Regions from separate parts of the Pan troglodytes genome. Here region 2 is linked to region 1. Evidence: chromatin contacts called from public Hi-C data. All regions are on one chromosome and are shown on one strand. Each heading gives the region's core, a stretch centred on a gene start, on an enhancer-like site or on the middle of the called end of the contact. The rest is flanking DNA. Distances are from core to core; before and after follow the strand shown. Region 1 holds the start of PANK2 (pantothenate kinase 2). Region 2 has its middle 50 kb from the start of RNF24.

The links. A called contact is a pair of places that touch in the nucleus more often than the background predicts.
Region 2: a contact with region 1 is called in a Hi-C map of stem cell-derived neural progenitor cells, with 2.9 times the contacts expected there. The contact joins the enhancer-like site here to the promoter of PANK2 in region 1. A contact is called at or near these places in 2 of 7 Hi-C or Micro-C datasets (a lymphoblastoid cell line and stem cell-derived neural progenitor cells) and 1 of 1 datasets of contacts at active chromatin or transcription factors (stem cell-derived excitatory neurons).

What each region holds. Positions count from the first base shown.
Region 1 is chr21:10,494,958-10,498,400 of NHGRI_mPanTro3-v2.0_pri, forward strand. It overlaps PANK2 (pantothenate kinase 2), which reads left to right and starts at 1,571. Exons shown (of 7, transcript XM_063803271.1): 1 at 1,571-1,694.
Region 2 is chr21:10,674,202-10,677,284 of NHGRI_mPanTro3-v2.0_pri, forward strand. No RefSeq gene overlaps it. Among named protein-coding and RNA genes, the nearest start is that of RNF24, 50 kb to the left of the region's middle. Within about 2 kb of position 1,715, at least 10 of the 24 cell types and tissues checked have an H3K27ac peak or open chromatin away from gene starts, as enhancers often do. A contact at or near this core is called in stem cell-derived neural progenitor cells, where this site is marked.

The sequences.
Region 1 (3,443 bases), core at 321-2,820:
TTTTAGTAGAGACAGGGTTTCACCATGTTGGGCCAGGCTGGTCTGAAACTCCTGACCTCCAGTGATCCGCCCGCCTCAGCCTCCCAAAGTGCTTGGATTACAGGCATGAGCCACTGTGCCTGGCCTATTTTTTTAAATTTTTTTATTTTTTGTAGAAGTGGTCTCGAACTTGTGCAGTGGCACGATCTCGGCTCACTGCGACCTCCGCCTACCGGATTCAAGTGACTCTCCTGCCTCAGCCTCCCAAGTAGCTGGGATTACAGGTGCCCACCACCACGCCCAACTAATTTTTGTGTTTGTTTTTTTAGTAGAGACGGGGTTTCACTGTGTTGGCCAGGCTGGTCTCGAACTCCTGACCTTGTGATTTGCACGCCTCGGCCTCCCAAAGTGCTGGGATAACAGGAGTTGAGCCACTGCGCCCAGCCGCTTTCTTTTGGTTATCATAAGGCGGGCAGTAGCTGAACTTCTCAGGAGTCCAAGCTCTGTCATTCTTTAGGCTTTGTGCTTCTGGATAAGTTGCCTCATCATCCAAATGTTACTGCAAGGACTAAGTGAGATGTAGAGGCAGTGGGCAAATTGTGTAAAAATACTACTGTTTCAAGTGTTTTGATGTTGGAGTTCATCTTGCCAGCCAAGGGATGATGATACTTTGATTCTTCAGGATGATCAGAGCTCACAGACTTGGACGGAAGCTCCCTCAGGTCAAGGAGGACCACATTTTTTGGGGGGTGGAGAGAGGAGGCAGAAGGAGAAGCAATGTCAGGCACTGAGATTTAGAAGAGCAGCTACAGCTGTTTTTGGTTCTTGTAGATCCATCTGTGTTGGCTTCCTGCAGGAGCTAGAATTTTCAGAGCTAGTCCTACAGTGAGGGGAGCTAACGTGGAGTGGGCATGAGAATTCTATTCAGCAAGCACAAGTGAAGCTCAACCTTTTTGTTCAGCCTGCTACAACCAATCATTATGGGAGAGGGGAATAAGGATCACTGCCCAAGGGGCATTACAGTCTCCCCAGGGAGGCACTCTTTTTTATTTTTTATTTTTTTTGAGACGGAGTTTCGCTCTTGTTGCACAATACTGGGTCACTGCAGCCTCCGCCACCCGGGTTCAAGCAATTTTCCTGCCTCAGCTTCCCAAGTAGCTGGGATTATAGGCATGGGCCACCACGCCCCGCTAATACGGAGGCACTTTAAATTAGCCCACAGTCCAGTGAAATTTGACGGAGTGAGGAAGTGACCTCAGAGTACAGAACAGGATGGGATCCTTCCGGGCTTGGGCAGCCTTTGGTAGTGGGAATGCTTGGAAGGGTCAGGGTCTCAGTCCTGGAGGTGACAAATTTTTCTCTCCAAAAGAGAAAGGAAGATGATTAAAAAAAAAATCCATGCTCCAAAGCGGCAGCCAAATCCTTCTATGGCCCCCAATGCATCACCCAGAAAGGGGCTCCAGACTCTCCTGCAAAAGGCCAACTCTACTTACCGGCTCCCACTTCCCCTCCTTCGCCACAGGAGGGTGGCGAAGGATTTATAACCCACCTCTTTCTTTCAGTTGCCATGGAGACAAGCCCCAGTCCTTTCATTCCTTCTGGTACCTCTCTCTCCAACGCAGGCGGAAAGGAGGCGGCTTAGCCCAAACATGCTGGGGGAGGGGCTGGCGGCCTCGACGGCAGCTGCGGAACTAGGCCGCGGGACAAAGGCTAAGGTCAGCCGCGGTTCAAGCCCTTTCGTCTGCCGACGACCAGCGGCCAGACGCTGCGGGAGCACTGCTGGGCTGGAGGAGGGCTCGAGCTGCGAGGACGGCACGGAGCAGCGGGGTGGGGCTCGGGGTCGCCCCAGGAGAGTTCCGCGGCCTGGGGGGGCAGAGGCATGCACAAGTGGGGGCGAAAGGAGGGGGTGGATGAGGAGGCTCGGGCCCTTCCACCCACGCGTCCATTGGGCGGCGCCGCCATCACTCTCTTCTGGGCTACACCGCCTTCTCTTCCTCCGCGGAACCCGGATCCCCTCCTCCACCACCCTCTCCCCGCCCCGTCACGATAGCCTCTCATTGGACGGAGGCACGGTCAATCCTCGTCGAGTTAGGGAGCCGACTGGACGCGAGGCCTTTGGGCCGTCCCCAGCCTCGTCGGATTGGCTTCCCGCGCGTTGGCGCAACGGAAGAGGCGGCCGGCCGAGGGCGCGCCTCTGCTCTGGCTGGACTGCCGCGGAGGAGGCGAGAAGGAGTCCGACGCTGGGGGGCTTGCTGGGGCGGCAGCGGTGGCTGCTGCGGATGGGAGCGGGCCGGCTCGGCGCGCCCATGGAGCGCCACGGCAGGGCTTCCGCCACCTCCCTCTCGTCGGCTGGGGAGCAGGCGGCCGGGGACCCCGAAGGGCGGCGGCAGGAGCCACTGCGGCGCCGGGCGAGCAGCGCGTCGGTGCCCGCGGTCGGGGCCTCGGCTGAGGGCACGAGGCGGGATCGACTGGGCTCCTACAGCGGCCCCACCTCGGTCTCCCGCCAGCGCATCGAAAGCCTGAGGAAAAAGCGGCCGCGTAAGTGTCCCGTGGGGCGCCCTCCCGGCCCGCCCTGCCCCCCCTTCCGGCCCACCCTGTCCCCTTCCGGCCCCGCCGCCGTTTTTCCCGCGCGCGGACACTGTCCCCGCACGGTGGTCCCTCGTTGGTGCGTGGCCTGACATCCGGCTGGAGGCCTCGGGTGCTCCGAAAGCGGTACCTTCAGGGACCCCCCCCGCACCCATTGGTATGCACTTCCCGCTTGTTGGAGTGGAGGGCTTTTCCCCAGGACCTGTCCTCCCTTTTCTTAGCTCCTTGGCATTCTCTTCCCGAGGGTCACATGATTTTATCCTCGAGAAGGCTTCTTTTGACTCATTTCCACCTCCTCTCCTCCCAAATCCTTTGAATCCCCAATGTTTGTTTTCCGTGGGTTTCCAAAGAGCTGCTCTCTAATACTTTCAAGTCCCTTTTATTGGTCAATTTCGGGCTTACTGGAAAATGGTTAACTGCCCCTTGAGTTGCACCAGGCCTAGAACTGTATTCCGTGCACCTCTAAGGTGGCTGCCCTTCTTCCCGTGAGAATCCAGGTCATCTCTCACCCACATATCCCCTCCGTGTTCCTTCTGTCTATTTGCAGGTACTCACGATTCAGAACTGTGGCATTCTGGGCATTAAGGCTCTTTGTTTTGAGGGGAAACAACATCTTTCTGAATTTTGCCTTGGGAGTTGCATACGCTCCTCCCAGAGAATCCGTTTCCCCATTTTATTAGGCTTCTTTTTCTGTGTTGTGTATTTTCTCCCCTTTACAAGTCTTCAATTCAGGACCGCTGCCTGGCAGCCATTGCTGCTGTTGAAAGTATCAATTGTCCTGATACTGTAATATGAGCTTTACAGTGCGATGCCATTTTACATATGGTTGGACTTTTTGGTGGGTGTTGCCAGATTCCTATTTCAGGAAATTGACTTGT
Region 2 (3,083 bases), core at 465-2,964, 180 kb after region 1:
ATGCTTGTTTTATAGGCAGTATCTAGGGTTTTTAGCCATATTTACTGGAAAGAATAGGAAAAAACACATCTACTCCATATTTCTGAGAGTTGAGGTGTCATAGGTTGATTTAACCATGCCACTGATGCCTTTAGCTCTATCTGCCATGCAGCAGGTATCTTCTAGGTCCTTCATGGGGACCAGGCACTAGTTGAGGCCAAAGAGGAGACAAAGACTGACTCTGACTTCAGGAGCTCACAGTTTTGCGGGAACACAGGACTTTGCCCCAGGTAAGCTTGGATAGTGAAGAATAAGATGCTATAGAGGAAGGAATTACTTGAATGGCCTGGTTGGGGAGAGCTTCCTGGGAGGGTGAAAGTGGAGATAGGGTATTTTGGTAAATTTTAGAGAGGAGCTGCAGGAAGTACAGGTGCTAGGAGAGGAGCAGAGGTCCAGAGGGGTAAGTAGGGATGGCAGGAGGCAGCAGGGAGAGAGCTTGCCTGGTTGGGCCCTCAGGTGAAGCGAATGAGCCTGAAGGACACCATGCACAGGGGCTTGACAGTACTATCTTCAGAACAGGAATCTGGGGATCAACTGTGACATGGCAATTGTGTGGGTGAGCAAAGATGGTGGCCTGGCCAGTGCAGTGGCTATGGGGTGGAGAGGAGAGAACAGGATCAAGAGGCATTTAGAAGGTAGAACTGATGGGTGTCTGGATTGATCTGGGGAAGAAAGAGAGAGGAATTAGATGTGAGGCTGAGATTTCCAGCTGAGGTCTCTGGGGAAGAATGGTGCCATAAACACGCAGAGAGAGGAGACAGAGAGGGGAACCAATCTTTGGAATAAGAGGATGAGATTTTGGCCACTGGTACCCAGAGGCCCTTCTTCAGAGAATGATGCAATGAGACCGAGGTGAATATTTTCTCTGAGCACTGAAGTTTCAGATCAAATAAGCAACAGATTTCTGCTCTGTGAAAGCACTGTAGTCAAAAGGCAGCACATTGCAAATTTCAAAGAATAAGGGACTATCCTCTACTTTTGAGAGAAAGAAATGGAAGTCACACGCCAAAAAGTTGAAGTCTCTCCTAGACTCAGATGTCCTCAGTCTTCATCACTCTCTCTGGGTCTGATGGTCAGGAGGCCTAATGCTCAAGCTGTAAGGCGAAGCTCCTTAGAACCACTTGAGTCACCTGTCCGAAGCTGAATTGCATGATGGCTTCATTCAGAGCCACCCAAATCATTCTGGCCAATCACGGGCAACTGTGGATGGTTCAATGGCACCTTCCTTTCAGAGAATAGAAGTCCCAGGAGGGCAGGGGTCTTGGTCTGATTTGTTCACTGAAGAATCCCAGGTGTCTAATAGGCTGCTGGTATATAGTAGATGCTAAATAAATACTGGTTAAATAAATGAAGGATTGCAATGGGTTTGGGGGAAGTCTGAGGCCAGGGTTAGGGGTCACACCAAGGTCAGGTTTTTAAAGTATAGGATCCCATTTTTGGTACTGAAACGTGGTTGGGGTATTTAGGGGTCTGCCTATTGGGACAAAGGTTTCTTGGAGGACATTGCACACCTCTCAACCTGAGGACTCCTTATGGGCTCAGGGGAGCAGCTACTGGCTGAGATTTTTAAAGCAGGGTCTCAGTCAGTGAAAGCCTGGCTTGCTTTCCCTGAATAGAGCTATGCACGTGCCTGGCCATGGGGCTCACAGCTGCCCCCTGGTGGTCAGCCACAGCCCCCTGCCAACTCTTGGACGTGGTATTTTTCCAGCCTTAAGTCAGGCAGCAACGGCACATCCTAACGCAGGGTCCGTCTGGTTCCCGGGCCCCAGGTGGCGAGGGAACAGGAATGAGGGCTCTCCGGCACTCTCCGCTTTGCCCTTGGCCTCCTTTTTTCATCAGGGAAGACTCAGGGGAGGGCCTGCGCTGTGCCTCTCTTCAGCATCTGTGAAGATTCTGCCAGCTCCCCAGCCCCGTGCTCTCCGAGGGCATTTTTGTGCATGCAGGGCAGATTCCGGATTCCAAGAACGTCAGTCATGGAATGACCTCTCTCCGGCCCCTTGGTGTGACCTCACTGTCTTGCCTCCTCCACCTGCACGTTCTTTGCCAGCCTGTAGGTCCTATCGTGGGGACTCCTCCCTGTCCTCTGCCAATTTGAAGTGGGAACTCAGATGAGTGCCTCTGACTTTTTTTTTTTTTTTTGAGACGGAGTCTCGCTCTGTCGCCCAGGTTGGAGTGCAGTGGCGCGATCTCGGCTCACTGCAAGCTCCGCCTCCTGGGTTCACGCCATTCTCCTGCCTCAGTCTCCCGAGTAGCTGGGACTACAGGCGCCCGCCACCACGCCCGGCTAATTTTTTTGTATTTTTAGTAGATACGGGGTTTCACCGTGTTAACCAGGATGGTTTTGATCTCCTGACCTCGTGATCCACCCGCCTCGGCCTCCCAAAGTGCTGGGATTACAGGCGTGAGCCACCGCGCCCGACGGAGTGCCTCTGACTCTCACAAGGGCTCGTGTCTTCAGTTCCAGGCAGGCCCTGGAAGGGCATGGGGCAACATCTGGGGCGCCCCCACGGCTGCCTCTCTCTCCCCCCACGGCCCTGTGCCCCTCAGCAAAGCTTCTTCAGAACAGCTCTTTGGACAGCAGCTCTCAGGGCATCTGTAGCTGGTGCCAGCCTACACCCCCCATGCAGCTATAATGGACAGCGAGGGCATAGGCTCTGGCCATAGGACCCCACAACCAGCACCACCATGTTCTGAGTTAATGGTGGGAATTTATCTCCCAGCATGATCTGACATGGTCTGACAGCAAGTCCATGACATTCTGCCTCCATGGTGTGGACACCTGAGGCAGATGGGTTGGATGTGGGTGGGGAGATAGCCCCCTTCATCGCAGGCAGGAGGAACATGCTTAGGGTACTACGCTGTAGGGTCAGGTCTTTATGCTTCTCATCATGCAGAGCAGGCTTAGGGGCTGTGTCTGCAGCCCCTCCCTGTTTCCCAGGGATGAAGAGACGGGGCAGGCTCTCCGCAGCTCTGGGGAAGTTTTATTCCCTCTTCTCCCCCTCCCTCTGCACTTCCTTCCCTCTCTTGTGTTCCATCTTAGTCCA